Linked DNA regions of Mus musculus: region 1 is linked to region 2. A link is a contact called in public HiChIP or PLAC-seq data. All regions are on one chromosome and are shown on one strand. Each heading gives the region's core, a stretch centred on a gene start, on an enhancer-like site or on the middle of the called end of the contact. The rest is flanking DNA. Distances are from core to core; before and after follow the strand shown.

The links. HiChIP or PLAC-seq counts read pairs in DNA pulled down with a chosen protein or histone mark.
Region 1: a CTCF HiChIP or PLAC-seq map of pro-B cells shows a contact between it and region 2, with 6 times the contacts expected there. The contact joins the enhancer-like site here to the promoter of Arsj in region 2. A contact is called at or near these places in 3 of 39 promoter capture datasets (the 3T3-L1 cell line, embryonic stem cells and stem cell-derived epiblast-like cells), 1 of 15 datasets of contacts at CTCF or cohesin (pro-B cells), 3 of 115 datasets of contacts at active chromatin or transcription factors (astrocytes, embryonic stem cells and large pre-B cells) and 1 of 9 other capture datasets (embryonic stem cells).

What each region holds. Positions count from the first base shown.
Region 1 is chr3:126,574,875-126,577,630 of GRCm38.p6, forward strand. No RefSeq gene overlaps it. Among named protein-coding and RNA genes, the nearest start is that of Camk2d, 21 kb to the right of the region's middle. Within about 2 kb of position 1,262, at least 1 of the 459 cell types and tissues checked has an H3K27ac peak or open chromatin away from gene starts, as enhancers often do. A contact at or near this core is called in pro-B cells, where this site is marked.
Region 2 is chr3:126,362,239-126,365,155 of GRCm38.p6, forward strand. Arsj (arylsulfatase J) reads left to right here and starts at 1,614. Exons shown (of 2, transcript NM_173451.3): 1 at 1,614-2,917. The coding sequence starts at 2,536.

The DNA.
Region 1 (2,756 bases), core at 12-2,511, 210 kb after region 2:
TTAACATTATCATAATACGACCTGCTAGTAGTTATAAAAACAAGTAAATTTTGTTATTGTTATTGCTGTTTATTTTTTCAAAAAAGAGTTTCTCTGTGAGGCCTTGCCTATCCTGGGACTTGCTCTGCAGACCAGGCGAGCCTCAATCTCACAGAGATCCTGCCTGCCTTTGACTCCTGAGTTCTGAGATCAAAAACATGTGCCACCACTGCCCAGCTAAAAAAAATTAAATTTAAGTTATATATTCTGACTAATATACTCCATGAAACAATAAAGTACTTATTGATCGTACAAAACTAATCGTGGTGGCTTTAGTTTTAAGTAATAAAGGAAAATAAGATTTATCTAATGTATTACAAAGATTATACTCTTACTGGAATTACATGATTATTCTGAGTCCACATGTATGTTTTGTATTATTAAATGACAAATTTTAAGTTGCACACCACTTTATAAGGCAGATATCCTTCAGATTTTAAGTTAAACAACATTTGCAATTTTAAAAAAATGAGAGACCAATCACCCTCTTTAGTTTTGATAACAGGCAAAAGCAGATTATTTTTAAATGACTATCTATAGATAATTGCAGTACTTCTATGTAATTGATTTAAGAGCATTATAATATTTGCAATAAAAACAGTATTAAAATAATAATAATGGGTGGCTCTATTCTGTGTTTTCTTGACACTCTGAAAAGAAAGTTAGCTTGTGTATTCAATTATGTTTAAAACAAAACATTCTTCCTTCACTGCTATTGAAAACACATATAGTACTATTGAAAGCAAAGTAACCTGTTATTCTTAATTCATGCTATTTAAGGAAACCCCATAGGCCTTTTTTATTCATCTAGAGTAAGTAAGTATTCACTTATATCTTAAGTAAGTCACCAACTAATGACTTTCATGTGTCTGTTTTGATTTTCTTGACTACATCTTCCAGCTTAAGTTACATCTAGAAATGTGAGGAAGAGGACTGCTGCTTTTTCTTTAACTGTACCCATAGACTGTACCCTCTTTGTATGTGAGGACAGAGTAACCAGTGGAAAAAAATAAACAAAAAACCTTAACATGTCTACTTCATATGTGCACAGTAGACATCCAGAGAGTGAGTATCTCAGAAAAATGGTTTTTATTTTCAGTTTATATACTTGTGTTTTTTAAGCATTTTCTCTTTATTTTTATATTTTATGTGTATATGTATGCCACAAATGTGGGTGCCCTCAGAGGCCAGAAGAGGGCACTAGATACTCAGAGCTGGACCTATAGGTAGTTGTAAACTTCCCAACATGGTACCAGGAAGCCGGCTCCTGCCCTCTGGCAGAGTGTAAGTGCTCTTAACCACTGAGCCAGGCATCTTTTCAGCCCCCAAAACAGCACATTTTTACAGACATAAGAAGGCAAAGGAAAACAACTTAGAGACTGTGGACAGCAACCTCGGCATAAGCAAGGGAATGGCAGGTGAAGCCACTTCATGTAGGTCCTTTTGGTATCTTCTCCAGATGTATCGATCTAAGGCTTTACTAAGCTTTACTAATTTATGTCCTTTGGGGCAAATAAATGAAGAACAGAGAGCACCCCCACATCTATGCCTCTAAGCAAAACTCTTTCTTTAGGGCTATATATTTTGGTCACCTACAGTAATAGTATAGGGTTCAACTTGTAAAAAGAAAAAGGAAGGGCTATCAGATAAAATACATAATTTCCAGTAAGACGCTAATTTCAGACAATGGAGATATATATATATATATGGTATGTATGTGGTATATATATGTGTGTGTATATACATATATCTGTGTGTGTATGTGTTCATATATATGTTTTATATATATATATATATTTATACACACACATATGTGTGTATGTGTTTCTGTGTATGTGTGTGTTCAGTGCAATTTATCACAGGTACATTCTTGCACTAAATAATATTTATTATTAATATGAAACTCAATTTAAGCGAGGAGCTCTGAATTTTTATTTGATTAATTTGAAAATTTCATAAAGAATTTGTAAGAATTTTGAAGAGAAATCTAAGACTATTTTTTTTTAACCAATCATACCACTAGTAACTGAAAAAGAGATGGATCTCAGAATCCCTTGAAAATGCGTGGCTCACCTATAAAGGATTTTCTACACATAGCAAAAAAGAAGCCTAGCACTTCCTCTAGATCTAGATCATTTCCACGTTTTTGGCATATTTCCCATTCTGGCATAAACATCACAAGTAATTTAGTGTTAGAAATTTTTCATGTTTGAGAACAATCTGAAATAGGAAAATGATGAAGAGCTATTCTGAATTATACTCTTTCCTTCAAAATCTATACAAATTGCAATCAAAACCAAACAAACTCATATACCCATACCTTCTGAACCAGAGGTAAGACACACAAAACAGCACATCCAAGCAAACTTGAACTTGTTAAAGGTTGAACCGTATTCACTTGAGGGTAACGGCATGAGTTAGACTCAAAACATTCAAACCCATGGCAAATTTGATGGGGACTCTGGCCATATGCTTTCTTTTAGAAACTCAGAGAGGTGCTCTTGCTAGGTCAGCTCAGCTTTGAGGGTTCAGAGCTCGGCTAGCAGAAACCGTGTCCCTCAGCTGGACAGTCTTGCATAGTGACTAAGCCACCTGTATAACCTTGTCATTTGCTGCCATGCAAAATAGAAAGTCAAGCATGAAAAGAAGTGCAAGCTGGCAAATTCTTAGATCTTTGATGATCTAATGATCTAGTTCTGAATTACAAGCCTCTCTGG
Region 2 (2,917 bases), core at 364-2,863:
TAAATGTTGGCTTAAAGAAAATTCTTGCCAAAAATCTAAATTGGAAATGCTTGTTATTGTCACATGGAAACACAGACGACCCTCCTGCCATGTTACTCATTAGCTCTCCAACTGAAAATAGCTGGGTCTGTTGGAGTGTGTACATCTTTTCCACTCCAGCACCCACCCCACTAGACCAGTGAAGTCGGAATCCCTACCTCTCTGTGCTTTTAATCTCCCAGTAGAACTGACTCTTTTTAAATGTTTGGAAATTTAAACTTAGAGAGTTGTTACTCTCAATTCTAAGCATGTCTTCTAAATCTCAACGTCTCTCCTGGAAGCAGCCAGAATAAGCCACTGCCTGCTCATGTTGGCAAAATTAGCTGCATGAAACAGCATTCTGTCTCCCAGTTTAAGTTTCCATTTCACCAAGTTTGCCTGCAAAGTTGACAGGAACTGTGTAATAGCAGAAGGGAATTAAAAGTAACAGCTAAATGAAACTTGGAATTATGACTTAGTCATTAATTGAATCTTGCATGTTGTATGCCAGGCTATACTAGGTGTTCAGTAAGAAAGTGTTGAAAACATTGGGAATAACATATATATACACCGCTTTTGGCATTGATGCCTCTTCTATAAAGATCCTGCCTCTGGGCAGTGTTTTAAACGGTTCTAACTATGGTAAAAAATAAAGTATGTTTTCTCAGTGAAAGCAATCTTTTATTGTAGGGAGAGGAGAGAAACAAAAGAAAGGAGATATAAATGGAAAGAGAGAAAGGGAGAGAGAGGGGAGGAATGAGAAGAGAATACACGGTGATATTATGTTCACTACAAAACAAATCCAAAGGCTGGAGGCAGAGCTCAGCTGGCAGATGGCATGGGGTTGACTCAACATTATATGACAGTACGCCGAGGGTGTGTGTGTGTGTGTGTGTGTGTGTGTGTGTGTGTGTGTGTGTTCACTCAACACTATATGAACCTGGCTTCGAGAAATCTTACAGTCTGGGGAAGTGGAGACAGGAGCATCAGATGCTCAGAGTTACCATCAGGTATGTAGTAAGTTCCAGGTTAGCGCATGAATCGCTGACTCGACACTATGCGACAGATGGGCTTCCTTCTTCGGGGTGTAACCTTCCTCTCTTTCTACATTCTTGGCGGGAAAAACCAAGTTTGGAGAGAGGCAGAAAGCCTACATTCTTAACATCTTCACTAAGGAAGAGAGTGATGAGACCGGAAAAGTCAACTGTTGACAGAAAAAGTACTAGTTTAAAAGTTGCACTTGTGGCTGTCAGTAAAAATAAAGAGAAAAGAAAAGAAACGGCAAAGCCAGGGAGGGATGGGAATGGGTGGCGGGTGGAAGGGGGGGGGGTGCAGTAGTTGAGCAATGAAGGAAAACCAGCCACAGAGTGTTCTGTGCCATCTGTTGATTCTCCTGCTCTCTTCTCACTCGCTCCAGTAGCTTCCAACGTTTCGGGATGGACAAGGGGCATCGTCTATGGGCAGACCCACAGAAAGATGGTCTTTCACCTGCACTGAGGAGTCTCACTGGGGACCCCAGGGAGCCGCCCCGCAGCAAAGCCGCCCTTCTCGGGTCCATCCTTTTCCTCGCAGAAAGGAGGGCGGAGAGCCAGCGCCTCCCCGGCCTGGGCCCGCCCTCAACCAGCAAGCATGGATCTCCGGCTGCGACTGCCTGGCGAACAGAGGAGGAAAGCACAGATGGCTAGAACTAAGTCAGCCACCCAAGGGCACGCTGGAGCAGCTGCAGCACCCACAGGGGACACGTGCGCTCTGCGATCGCCGCCCAGGACTCTGTGAATGTCCCCAAGCGCTTCGGGGTAGAGAAGGAATTGCTGAAGAGGAGGCCGGCTGGGGCAGGATCCTTTCTCACTTCGGGGGCCCGGAGAGGGGTCAAGAAGATTGACAAACGCTCAGCGGAAAATGGGGAACTAGCCTTGAAAAGGTAGGAGTAGCGGCCAGCAGGAAGAAGGTCCCCTCGGCTCAGCCTGTCATTCATCCATAAGCAAGGGGTTCCTTGGGGCAACTTGGCAAGGCTTCCCGGGTGCCTGGAACGCTGGACCGATGTCAGTCCCACCACGCCTGGTGCTTGCCTGCGCATGGACACAGTCCTGCTCCCCGAAGATGTGGAGGATGATATGACTGCCAGACGTTCCTGTCCTGTGTGGCTCTCAGTCCCTTTCTTGTCCTTTATTATTTTTATTATTTCTTCGTGAGAACTTTTGGGTGAAGATGCTAACTTTTTTTTTCTTTCCTGCAAGCTGCCGGGTGATGTTAGGAGGTAAAAGAAAAATTGAAAAGTAAAGAACTGCAAGTCAGTGAAGAGGACATCTGCTCCCTTCTAGTTTTTCCAATGTTCATGAGTTAAACCGTTACCTCCAGAGGATTGAAGTTGTGGGAAGTGGTGGCATCTGGGGAAGGGAGCAGGATTCCCTCGCAGCCTTCCTTCAGCTGTCTCTACCCCTTCGCATGTATGAGTGGACCAGCAGCAGCAAAGGGGGCAGGGTTCTGCTTGTGGAGTCTCCTGTGGGACCAGAGTGAATGGCCCCCAGGGACAGTGCGGAGCCTCTGCCTCCGCTATCTCCACAGGCCTGGGCCTGGTCTGGAAAGTTCTTAGCGATGGGTGCCCTGGCAGGCTTCTCGGTCCTCAGCCTGCTCACCTATGGCTACCTGTGCTGGGGCCAGGACTTAGAAGAGGAGGGGTCCCTAAAAGCTCAAGTTGATGAGAGACCTGAAGCAGGCACAGCAGGCACCTCCCAGCCCCATCTCATTTTTATCTTAGCTGATGATCAGGGATTTAGAGATGTGGGTTACCACGGATCTGAGATAAAGACGCCCACCCTTGATAAACTCGCTGCAGAAGGAGTTAAGCTAGAGAACTACTATGTCCAGCCTATTTGCACACCGTCCAGGAGCCAGTTTA